Regions from separate parts of the Ovis aries genome. Here regions 1 and 2 are each linked to region 3. Evidence: chromatin contacts called from public Hi-C data. All regions are on one chromosome and are shown on one strand. Each heading gives the region's core, a stretch centred on a gene start, on an enhancer-like site or on the middle of the called end of the contact. The rest is flanking DNA. Distances are from core to core; before and after follow the strand shown.

Region 1 (3,938 bases), core at 1,317-3,816, 1.1 Mb before region 3:
CTGTACGGATTGCTTAATGGCCCCAGCACAAGGCTCTGAAACTCCAGAGGTTCCCTATTAATTCTTTGCCTCCAGCAGGGACCAGGGACTTCCAGAGTGTTGGGTTTTAAGGGAACATAGGCTCAGCGATTCTCTCTTTCTCTTTCACAGAAACAAAGACTTAGCATTGGGAGAACATTCGATTTCCATTTTGATAGAGTTGGACCTTCCACTGCATCAAAAGGTTTCCCTCCACGCCGTCCCTGGCTGGGATTATCTGACTTTGTTTGAGCGCACCCGGTGACAGGGAGCTTGTTACCTCCGGCCCTTTGTTGGAGAGCTCTCGCAGTCAGAACGTCTCTCCTAAGGCTGAGCTGACCTCTGCCTCTTGCTAATTTCCATTAGTCTCAGTTCTGCCTTGTTCTAAAGGTTTCTGGGTTTCAACAACCCAAGGTCGTCTGATTCCAGCAGTACCCGCACTTAGGGGACAGGATTGCTGCTGTGTCTCGTTGCCCTCTGCCCAGGGGATCTGCCACCTGGACTGCCCATCTGTCTTGGGCTTGAGGTGCTGAGGCTCTTCCTCTTGTCTTCCTGCCTCTGCTGGATGGCCAGGGAGACAGACGGTATATACTTCATTTACTGCGCTTGGTGACATGCTCTACCGTGAGACAGCGTGTACGTGCCCTGGAAGGCAGGCCTCCATGTCTCCACTTTCCAATCACGCAGAGGCTCAGAAAACATTACCTAGGTGACTCAAGGTCACACAGCTGGTGCATGGCGGAAGCCAATGTTCAAGCGACTCTCTGCTAGACTCCAAAGCAGGTTTTCCTGTGTCACACTGGACAAAGACGTGGATTACATGGCTTACCAGCTAGGAACGTGCCTCTGAAGACAGCCACTCAGGAAAACCCAAAATATGTTATGTTCATATAGACTAGCTGATCAGTTAGCAACCTGAGCTCTTCCAGAGATAGTCCCTTATTTGTTCAACTAGCCTGACTCGTTCCTCCGGCTCTGCATTTGAGAGCTGTTTAAAACAAACAATTGAGAATGATGCCAGCAGAGCCTGAGAATACTCATACCCACCTGCTTGGCCCGGCCTAGAGAGCTAGCTGCCTCCTCCACTCTCCCTGTTTCTACAAGCATGCGCATGCATACACACACACACACACACACACACACACACACACACATCTGTCTTTTCATCCTTTTATTCTCTCCAGTCTTGTCCCAAATTTAGCTGGGCAAAAGCAACACAGAACCAAAATATGAATGCCTTTTGGAGGTGAGGGCCAGTGATCCTCAGCATCATCAATAGACTGTGGCTGGGACTTGGGAACTGCCAGGCAAGTGAGTCGTGACATTGCGATGGGTGGGTGGGGTCTGCTTCTCAGTGGGGGATGGGGATGCTGGGGACCCGGAGGCTGATACTAACCCAGGGAGCAGAGCATCAGAGACCTGGACCCACCTGTCTGCAGGTACAGGGCACCTATTCTCCATGGATCCCCAAAGCCCAGAGGAATGAATGTTCAGAACCAAGAACCTACCTTGCATGAACTCAGTGTGTGTATGTGTGTTCTCCCCCAAACACACACACACAAATCTGTGTGGACTACAAATACCTGTGCCCTGCATGGGACCGGCGACCACTGACAAAAGATTTCACATCTGCAGTCAGAAATGACCCTTGGATTACTTTTGAAAGAACCTCCCATACATTTTAAGCAGGTTGGTGGACTCATCATTTAGGCTGCTGCCAAGAGGCAGCTATTAAGAGATGTGGCAGGGAGTGGCATTTTCTTAAAAGGCAGTTATTTTCATTAGTGCCATGATTTTTCTGGTTTAGAAATAAAATCCATCTGAACTTGGGATCCTTTAGACAAACCAATGTCTTTGGGAAAGTGGGTTAATAGGAAATGCGTGTGGAGGAGCCAGGTTGTCTTCCGGAATCTTCTGGAATGAGCAGGGCATGGTGTGTGCAGATGCCAAGACAGAGAGCAGGACACTGGTGGGCGGGAAGAAGGGCCAGCCTCTCTCCTCCCAGGTCCCTGGGATGGGGGAGCCGAGGGTCGGAGGGAATCACAGGAACAGTTAGCAGTCTGCAGCAAATTAACCAGCAGATTAACTTCTCAGACGCCCAGCTGGTTGTCCTCTCAAATCCTGCCGTCCTACCCGTCTGCCGGTTCCACTTTGCAGCAGGGCTGGGAAAGCAAGGCTCAGCTTCAGTTCCCGGTCCTGCCAGAGAGCAGAGCTCGGGGGCTGGGGAGCGCAGAGCGGAAGCAAGCGCAGGAGGCCAGGCGGGCAGGAGGTGCATGTACGGAGGCCGGGGTGTCGAAGAGAGAAAGAGCCGGCCGCGTGTGTGTGTATGCACACACTAGTGTCTGCATCTATATCTGTTCTGTGTGTGCATCTCTGTAGGTGCATCTGTGTGTCTGTGTGTGCATATGTGTGCTCTGTGCGTTTGGGTATATGTGTGTGCGTGGGTGGGTGGGTGAGATGGGCAGGGAATAGGTATGGCGGGTGAGGGCGTGTTGAGGGCACAGAAGGAAGATTTAGCACAAGCCCAGATGCCGCAGGATCCCACACCAGCAGATGGTGCTGTAGGTACAAGTTTGAAGGAGGCGACGCCTGGATTGCTAGAGACCTAGAGGGGAAGAGAGCGTTGAACACAGGGATTAAGGGACATCACACCCCACCTGCATGGAGAGCATGGAGCCTGAGGAAACCTTGAACAGACCTAGCAGCTCTGTTTCTCCATGAAGGAGCCTGTGTGCTTTAACGCTGATTTAAGCGCCTGCGCTAAGGGACCTCCTTTTGTTCCCTCCTCACTGGCCCTCCGGACCCATCAGAGTGAGAACCTTACAGTCTGGGAGCAGCCGGGAGTGTGGGGTGCCTGTGGTTTCACTGGGGAGGTTGTGGGGCTGCATTACCTCTCTCCCACCCTTTCCCTCTAGTCCTCTCTGCCAGGTTTTATCAAAGCATCTTGCCCATCTCCTCATCCCTCCCCTCCGGGAAAGCCCTTCACTTCTTCCCAGGGGGACCTCACCTACTTCTCTCCTTGGGATCTCTGCCCACAGTCTCTCTGACTCCCACCTCATCTTGCCCACTGCCAGGAGGTTAATCTTCCCTAAGCGCAACTCTGCGATTGTATCTGTGGCCCCGGCGTCTCAGCCGTCTCCACTGCCAGCCCGCCTCAGCCTGGAGATGACACAGCTTCCCCTCCTGCCACCCCATCACCTGCTCCTTCCAGAGCCAGCCCGAGCCTCTTCCCTTCCCTCCCCCGCACTGAGCTCTGGCAGCCTCTCTCTCCATCATCAACTGTGTGTGTGTTTAAATTCGTCCTTCTTCTGTTCCATTTCCAGATGCCTCACTCCCTTCAAATCTCCCCCTTCATGAGCCGCCTGCTCCATGAAGCACCCCGCTGACCTGATCTCGCAGCATCCACTCCCAGCTCGGACCTCTCTGGGCGCCCTGCCCTGTAACCTGCCCCCTCTTTCACACACTGCCTGCGGTTCCTTGCAGAGCTCACCCCCGACCATGAAGGCGACTCACTTCCTGTTCCCACCACTATTCTACCTGGGAACTCAGTAGAGCCCTTGGGTAGATTAACACAAACGTTTACCTCTATTTGCTTTTTCCTTAGCTAAGCTTCAATGTGAGGATGTTGATGGCGATCTTTCCCCCAGGCCAGAAACAAGAGACAAGAGACCCTCGTCTTTTTCCACTGACACTTCCCTTCTGCCTTCAGTTTCCTCAGCTCCTAACTGGGGGCAGTGATGGGCTCAGTCATTTGATTTGTAACCCCTTTGTCTTGTCCCCTCGGGACTGACAAGTCTTCCCTGTCCGCCCTCGCCCATCAGGGGCAGCTGAGGGAGGGAGGGGGTCTCATCTCTTGGCTCAAACTCTCGCCCACTCTCCTCTCCTCTCCTCCAGCTCATGGGAGCACCGTTGTTTCAGAG
Region 2 (3,822 bases), core at 1,300-3,799, 1.3 Mb before region 3:
GTCTACACCCATCTGTGTGCAGAGGCCCTGAGTCTCCCCGGTTAGGCAGCATCTACTGAGAGAGACCCTAGGACATTACACAAAGCCCCAGGCGTGTTGCCACACACTCATGTATTTTTACTGTCTTTATTTTTGCAGTCAGGAAAAATGTTACTCTGGAAACAAGATTATCACCTTCCCTGGAGCCTTGCTCGCTGCCATACAAGTTACTATAACAATCGCAGGATTCCCGGTTCCACCCCCTGTCTTCCTCACTCTCTGCCCAGTACCTCATCTCCCTACCTGCTCAAGGCAGAGGTCTACCGGCCTGTTACCCTCCCCTTCCTACAGCCCTGTCATCAAGTGTTAGTCCCTCAGTCGTGTCTGACTCTTTGCGACCCCATGGACTGTAGCCCTCCAGGCTCTGTCTGCCCATGGGATTCTCCAGGTAAGAATACTGGAGGGGGTTACCATTTCCTTTTCCAGGGGATCTTCTCAACTAGGGTCTCCTGCATGACGGGCAGACTCTTTACTGTCTGAGCCACCAGAGAAGCCCATTTTCCATCTAGGTCATCACCAAATCCCGTTGATTTCACCTCCAGAATTCAGCAGGGACTCCCAAATGTCTATTCGCTCCACCATGGCTCCCACTTCCATCATCTGTAGCAGCCACTGACCTACATTCACCCCAGCCTCATTCAGACTCTCTCCTCGCTGGAGCCGGAGTCTGGGTGGGATTTTGAAAGCATGAATTACTCCACTCCCATTCACCCTTCGGTGAATTTCCACTCCGCTTTGAATCATATGCTTGCTGAATGAATGGAGAAACCAGCACTTATTTTATTTTTCTGGATGTTTTACAACTCAGTTGACCTCAGGGAAATGCAAGCCAAAACCACTATGAGATATCACTCCACATCTATTATAATGACTAATAATTTTAAGACTGACCATAATAACCAGGTGTTGGCCTACATCTGGAGTGACTGGCATGAATGTGCAGTGACGGTGGATATGCAAAATAAAATTATCCATCTGTACAAAGACTTGTGCCCAGTTGTTAACAATAGCTTTAATTATATTAGCCAAATTTGGGAACAATCCATGTCCATCACTGGGTAAATGGATACATGAAGCGAAGTGAAGTGAAAGTTGCTCACTCTTTGCGACCTCATGGAGTATACAGTCCATGGGATTCTCCAAGCCAGAATACTGGAATGGGTAACCTATCCCTTCTCCAGGGGATCTTCCCAAGCCAGGAATCAAACCAGGGTCTCCTGCATTGCAGGTGGATTCTTTACCAACTGAGCTATCAGGGAAACCCAAGTGGATACATATTGATGGTAAATCTGTATATGGAATTGACTTATCAATAAATTGGAATGAACTATTGATACAGGCAACAATAGGGCTGGATCTCCAATACACAGATCACAGAGCACAGATGCTACAGTCCTTTACGTCCATTCTGAGGACTCCTAGGAAAAGCAAGAGTAACCTATAGTGACAAAAGTAGACTGGTGTTTCCTGGGGCTGACCGAGGAGTGGGGACCGACTGCAGAGGATATAAGGCAACTTCCTGGGGTGTGAAAACAGTCTGTATCTTGACTTGGGTGATGGTTATATAGATGTACACATACATATTCATCAGACTCATATACGCCGAAATGAATACTTTCTATTGCTTGTGTGTGTGTGTATATATATATATATATATATATATAGCATCATATATACAAGGTATGTAAGTATATATGCATTTATCTATGACATCCTGATTAAGCTGGTTTACAAATCTCCACCGGGCACATCAGCGCAATGGTCATATGTAGAGGTTTCCCTCTTGGCTGAGGAGAAGTTCCAGTGGTCCTGGGAGTGGAGACCGGCAATGAAGCAGAGGAGAGATGGATTGTTTTTTCCTTGATGACATTTTCAGCTTGTCATGGCAAAGTGAAGCTGGAAGCTCAAGGCATCAAGATAGAGATGGACTACATTGAGGGTTGCCACAAAAAATACAGGATGACCACCCAAATTGCAGTCTGTGGTACATGACAGTTTTAGCAAAATAAGTATGCCTTGTTAAAAAAAATATATGACTTGTGTAGTATTTGGGACACACTTATAGTAAAAACAAAACAAAAATTGTCATTTGTCTGAAATTTGCATGTTACTAAGTATCCTGTATTTTCATTTGTTAAAGCTTGCAACTCTTCCAGCGTACCACATCACGACCAGAAGGCTTGAACTCACACGTGGGCAGATTTTCTCTGCAGCGTGTTTTGCATTGCATGATGCTCTCCGCAAGGAAAATTGGAATCAGTGTTATACAGTGAAAATAATGTGGATTTTGTAGTGACTCAGATCTGATTCTAATCCCAACTTTGCTTCCTAACTCACTCTGAGAGTTAGGCCAAGTTGTTAAACATCTCTGCAAAGTGAGGATAGTAACATCCAGCTCACAGCTCCATTCTAGGAATGCCAGGAAAGGACCAGGTATTTGTCATCCCTAGTCTGGGGAACTGCTTCTTTTCCCGCTGCTACCCTGTTTGGCCAGTAGAGGGCAGTGTCTCAACTTCCAGAAACCATAACATTGTGGTGAAAGGAGGCGCTCTTTGCTGACAAAGACCCTGATTCTGAAAGGGGCTCTGGGCTTATTGGTTACTGCACAGCATCCCTCACACTCACTGGTGTTCGTGGGCAGGCGAGGATGAGAGCAGTGGGGTTAAGAATCAGGCTGAAATGTCGTTTTCACAGTCCACCGATGCTTCTGAAAGGAAAGGAAGGGCGTGTTGGATTTAGGAGGAATAAAGAAGGGTCTTAATCCACTCCGAGAAATGGGAGGGGTCTCCTCCTGCTAAAGGTTTGCTCAATTAGGGGATCATTTTATCTCAGGGAGGAAAGCAAGGAAAAAGTGCAAGGAGGATAGTGAAGACTGCTTACTCCTCTGACTTACTTCACCTGCAGCAGTGCATAGACCTGTGGGCACTTGGGGAAATTTATGGCCAGTGAGTTCCAAGCCATTAAAAGGAAGTGCTTCTTTATCTGCTCTGCAGTTGATTGCCGTGGGAGGTCACTGAAGCAGAACTAGGGGCTCTGTTTAGAGAGGGGATCCAGCAATTCTACGAGCCATAAAATTTTGGCTGGTCAGGCTGCTTGGAGCAGGGCGTCCAGTGCCACCTGGGAGCCCAGAGCGACGGCTTCTGCCTTCAGTAGGGTGTGCGGGGCTGACCTTGGGCCACTTCTCCTGGCCCAGTACAGTCCTGGGCAGCTCTTGGCACTGGGAACATCATGTCTCTCTTTGACCCTTCAGTCCTAGGCCTGCTGATTTATAGGTTGCCTTATTATCTACTCCTTCACTTTTCCAACAACTTTATAGCTAGCTCTCATGTGAAATTCCTTCTGTTGGAGGCCTGCCATGCATGCCCTCTGCCTGTCTGGACCCTGACGGATGCCCCTGGACATGCCATTTCCCCCAGAATATTTCTGCCGTCTTGAACAGGATGGATGGGTGAGGCAGAGTCTGTGTAGCTGCGTGTGTGTGCCTCTGTGTTCAGCCGCTTCAGTTGCGTCCAACTCTTTGAGACCCTGTGGATTGTATCCCACCAGGCTACTCTTCATGGGGATTCTCCAGACAAGAATACTGGAGGGGGTTACCATGCCCTCCTCCAGGGGCTCTGGCCCACCCAGGGATCAAACATGCGTCTCTTCTGTCTCCTGAATTGGCAGGTGGGCTCTTTAGTAGTGCCACGTGGGAAGCCCCATGTGGCTGCATGGTCAAGGCAAATTTGGACAGAAGAAGATTTGGTAGCTGACTCTCTCCTGCTTTTCTAGCATCCATCCGCA
Region 3 (3,930 bases), core at 20-2,519:
GCCCGGTTCCGAGCTGGAGTGGGCTCAGCAGCTGCACCGCTGGCTCCCTTCCTGAGATCCGACTTGGTTGGCTGTCATCCATCCATCAAGGGAGTTTTGTTATTCAGTCTCTCAGTCGTATCCAGCTCTTTGCAACTCCATGGACTGCAGCACACCAGGCTTCCTGGTCCATCACCAACTCCCAGAGCTTGCTCAAACTCATGTCCATCGAGTGGGTGATGCCATCCAGCCATCTTGTCCTCTGTCGTCCCCTTCTAGACTTCCGCTGGGCTCCTTGCGCCTGCCTAGCATCCTTCGAGGACCTGTCTGGGTTTCAGGGATCCTGTGCCCTCCTGGTTTATCTGAGTCATCCTCCCAGCTGATGCGGAGAGACCTGCCCATGCAGAGAGCAACCAGGCCAGCGGGCAGGTCCATCCTTCCTCCCCTTGCTGGCAGCTCAGTCTATAATAAGAGACCAGCAGAGCCAGCACACATGCCTCCTGTTCTACGAAAACGGAGAGAAAAACAACCAAGAGCCTTCTCCGCTGGGGCCCTAGCTCCTCCCAGGGGCACTTTCCACCTCTCCTGTCTCCTTTAAGTCCAGCAGCAAGACAGTCTCCAGTGTGCCACCAAAAAAAAAAAAAAAAAAAAAAAAACCCAAACAAAAACCGGAACGTATATTGCACGCTCATGAAAGGTCTTCAGAGCAGGTTCTCTGGCTCTAGAAGATTCTCTGTGTCCTTCGTTCCAGCCCCACTGGGAAGTACGTCTGCATTCGCACTTGCTTTAATAGGACGTGAACAATGACTCTGGGTCCCATGTATATGCTATAAGGTTTTCATCAGCTTCATGCTCAAAAAAGGTCATTTACAGAGCGGTTTGTGATCATTAATACAAGACAGATCTTCAAAGCGGCTTCTGAGTTGGGGAAAAAAAAAAAATTCCTGGATGTGTTTTGGCAGGCTGGTTACTGTGAACAGGATTTGATCACTTGAATGTGTCAGTTGTAGACGGGTCCTGGGAAATACTGCTTTCAAATCCTGAAAAAAAAAAAAAACCGAACCCGCCCCTGCTACTCACCCCGTTTCCTAAAGTCCCTCATCTGGAGGCCTTTTGGGGGCCTGAGGCAAAGAGAAGAGGCGGCCCTGGTCCAAGGGAGCAGAGGACAGGCAGCGAGCAGCCCTGGAGAGGGTGGAGGGGACGGGGAGCAGGGATCAGGAAGGCAGGGGCTGCTGGAGTGGCCCCTCCTCTGGGCCCCGTCTCAGCTCACTCGTGGAGCGCTGGCTCCACCCTGTGGCCAGTTGTGGGCACTGCGCCTCACCCACAGGCTTCCGGGCTGAGAGCTGAGGTGGGGTGGGTGCGGATGACCTTCCTGCGTAGGAGAAGCCTGGGTGGCAGGCTGACCCACAGGAAAGGCAAGGTCCCCTTTGTCCCATGGCCGCAATGACATAGGCAGCATGGCTTGTGGCAGGGCAGGGGACCCAAATGCCTCTATGACCACACAGCCTGTCGTGGGGTGGGCAGAGGATGTAGGAAAGATCTTATTCATCATACTCCAGAGACATTCCCGAAACTTACTATGTGCCAACAAGACAATGTTGGGCAAAGCAGACAGGGGCCACTGCTGTGGAGTCCATATTCCATCCCCACCTGTGGGATGTGCCCACAGGGACAAGAACAGGAGGAAAATGAAACCCAGGCTAGGGGGCGGGGGGCGGGGGGGGGGGGGTGCCCGGGGTCAGAGGTGATGGGCACTCCTGAAGGCCCCACCTGGAAGTAGACAGGATGCTATGTCTACACCACTGCTCACCAAGGACGGGACCACATGCAGGCGTGTGACAGGCTGGGAGGGCCCACCAACAAGCATCCTGGTGGTCCTTCCCCTGGGCAGGAAAGCAGTCTCACAGCTGGTGAACACACTGGGACTCTCAACCACAGCCACCTCCTGAACGCAGACATGTTCTTTGAACGCTCAAAATAATAGCACTGGAAAGAGCCTTTGCGGGGAGAAAAAGTGCCAATGTCAGGCCTGGCCCCACCACACTGTTTACAGCAAGACACCAGGTGCCAGAGTCTGAGACTTGATTGAGATTCTTGTTAGTTCAAGGGACCAAACCCTGCTTTGGGTCTGGCAGTGTCTCCACCGCTGCTGCTGCTGCGTTGCTCAGTCCTGCCCAGCTGTTTGTGACCCCATAGACAGTACCCCGCCAGGCTCCTCTGTCCATGGAATTCTCCAGGCAAGAATACTGGAGTGGGTTGCCATTTCCTCCTCCAGGGGATCTTCCCAACCCAGGGATCCAACCCTTATCTCCTCCATCTCCTGCATCGCGGGTGAAGTCTTTACCCACTGAGACGTCAGGGAAGCCCAGTTCTGGTTTCTGATGGCAGAGCCGTGTGGAACCAGGAAGACCGGAGTCACGGTGCGTCTCCGCGCAAGCTGTCAGGATACCCCCGGCCCTTCATCCATCCGGCGAGGCTCCGCCTCCAGCTCTGTGTGCCCCCACCCTCACAGAGCTGCATGCAGATAATATAGGTGGAGGCTACCCGAAAAGAAAAACCACCAAACAAATAAAGCAAAAAAAAAAAAAAAAAAATTACTAAAAGAAGTGATTGCATTTGATTCTAAGGAATCAGTTCTTACTCTCCCCTCTGTTGCTCATTTATGGCGTGACGTGCTTGAGAAACTGTGGCGCGCGCCCATATGGATGCACTTACCCATACCCATAACGATCTTTTGAAGTATGTATAAGTGGTGCCATTTAACAGGAATCTGAGGCTCACAGAACTGAAGCTCGGGGATCTACAGCAGGAAAGAGAGACCTTGAACTTGAACAGGCCCATCTGGGTTCAGACGCCAGGCTCCTTCTCCCACAAATCACCTCTCATGCTTCTTCAATGATCACACTTTCTCATCTATGTGGGGGGACCCCTTAAGGTTGGAATGAGGAACTCCTAACTCTGGGAGCTCTCAGACCTGACTCTGACCGAACCCTGGAAAGAGCTCAAGGCCAGGAGAATTTCAGCTCCTTTATCGAGTGGAACAAACTGCAGATGGAAGGGAAACTTAGAGATGTACTAGTTTTTCTTAGGACCAAGGAGCAAAGTAAGACGTATGGAGGAGGAGGGATTTGAAAGGTCGTGCAAACACATTTCTGTGCCCGAGGGCGCCTTGTAGAGCTGCCAGTGGAGAATGGGCCACCTGGAGCCTCCCCCGCCTCTGTCACTGCCCTGTCATCTGCCCTGTGGCCTCTTGACCCCCAGGACCAGCGCGCCACCCCTGACCCCTGTGTGGCTCACACCCATGTCCACCCATTTCCAGAGTGACATGCTGTCCAGTCTGCTTTGCGAAAATGCTCCTGATACATTCAGACAAAAAACCTACCCTTTCTGTTTCATGGTCCACAGAGAGGCTTGAAGGATGGTTATTTCTGAGGGTAGATTTATAGGTAATTGCCATTCTTTTTTTCTATATTGTTCACTATTTTCACTTTTAACAAAGAAAATATATTTCTTTCCTAAGCATGAAATAATACACCCTTTTAAAGCCTTTTCTCAACACACCATCACAACTAAAGTTAATCTGGTAAGTTTATTTAAAGTATCCAAGACAGATGTAGACAGACTACGTTCTGGTTCCAGACTCAGCCTGATAACCTAGCTTAGTTCCTAAAATCAGAGTCTGTACCTCTGAAGTAGAATCAAGACATTCTGGTTTCCTGGGGACAGACTTAGACTCAGGGCTAAGGGGCGGAGTATACGGGTACAGGGAGGCAAGAAGTCCTTGAACTCTGCTCAGATAATTTTTCCCTAAATTGCCAATAAATGATTCAGTTCAGTTCAATTCAGTTCAGTCGCTCAGTCGTGTCTCTTTGTGACCCCATGGACTGCAGTGTGCCAGGCCTCCCTGTCCATCACCAATTCCTGGAGTTTTTTCAGACTCATCATGTCCAG

Evidence for each region. Hi-C and Micro-C count contacts between places; a contact is called where the count stands out from the background.
Region 1: a Hi-C map of hypothalamus shows a contact between it and region 3, with 4 times the contacts expected there. The contact joins two enhancer-like sites. A contact is called at or near these places in 3 of 16 Hi-C or Micro-C datasets (hypothalamus, muscle and tail adipose tissue).
Region 2: a Hi-C map of mixed tissues shows a contact between it and region 3, with 7 times the contacts expected there. The contact joins two enhancer-like sites. A contact is called at or near these places in 2 of 16 Hi-C or Micro-C datasets (mixed tissues and tail adipose tissue).

Annotation. Positions count from the first base shown.
Region 1 is chr21:32,427,064-32,431,001 of ARS-UI_Ramb_v3.0, reverse strand. The region is part of intron 1 of NTM (neurotrimin); the gene reads left to right. Among named protein-coding and RNA genes, the nearest start is that of NTM, 490 kb to the left of the region's middle. Within about 2 kb of position 2,566, at least 6 of the 54 cell types and tissues checked have an H3K27ac peak or open chromatin away from gene starts, as enhancers often do. A contact at or near this core is called in hypothalamus, where this site is marked.
Region 2 is chr21:32,549,523-32,553,344 of ARS-UI_Ramb_v3.0, reverse strand. The region is part of intron 1 of NTM (neurotrimin); the gene reads left to right. Among named protein-coding and RNA genes, the nearest start is that of NTM, 370 kb to the left of the region's middle. Within about 2 kb of position 2,549, at least 3 of the 54 cell types and tissues checked have an H3K27ac peak or open chromatin away from gene starts, as enhancers often do.
Region 3 is chr21:31,283,295-31,287,224 of ARS-UI_Ramb_v3.0, reverse strand. All of the region lies in intron 1 of OPCML (opioid binding protein/cell adhesion molecule like), which reads right to left. Among named protein-coding and RNA genes, the nearest start is that of OPCML, 430 kb to the right of the region's middle. Within about 2 kb of position 1,269, at least 5 of the 54 cell types and tissues checked have an H3K27ac peak or open chromatin away from gene starts, as enhancers often do. A contact at or near this core is called in hypothalamus, where this site is marked.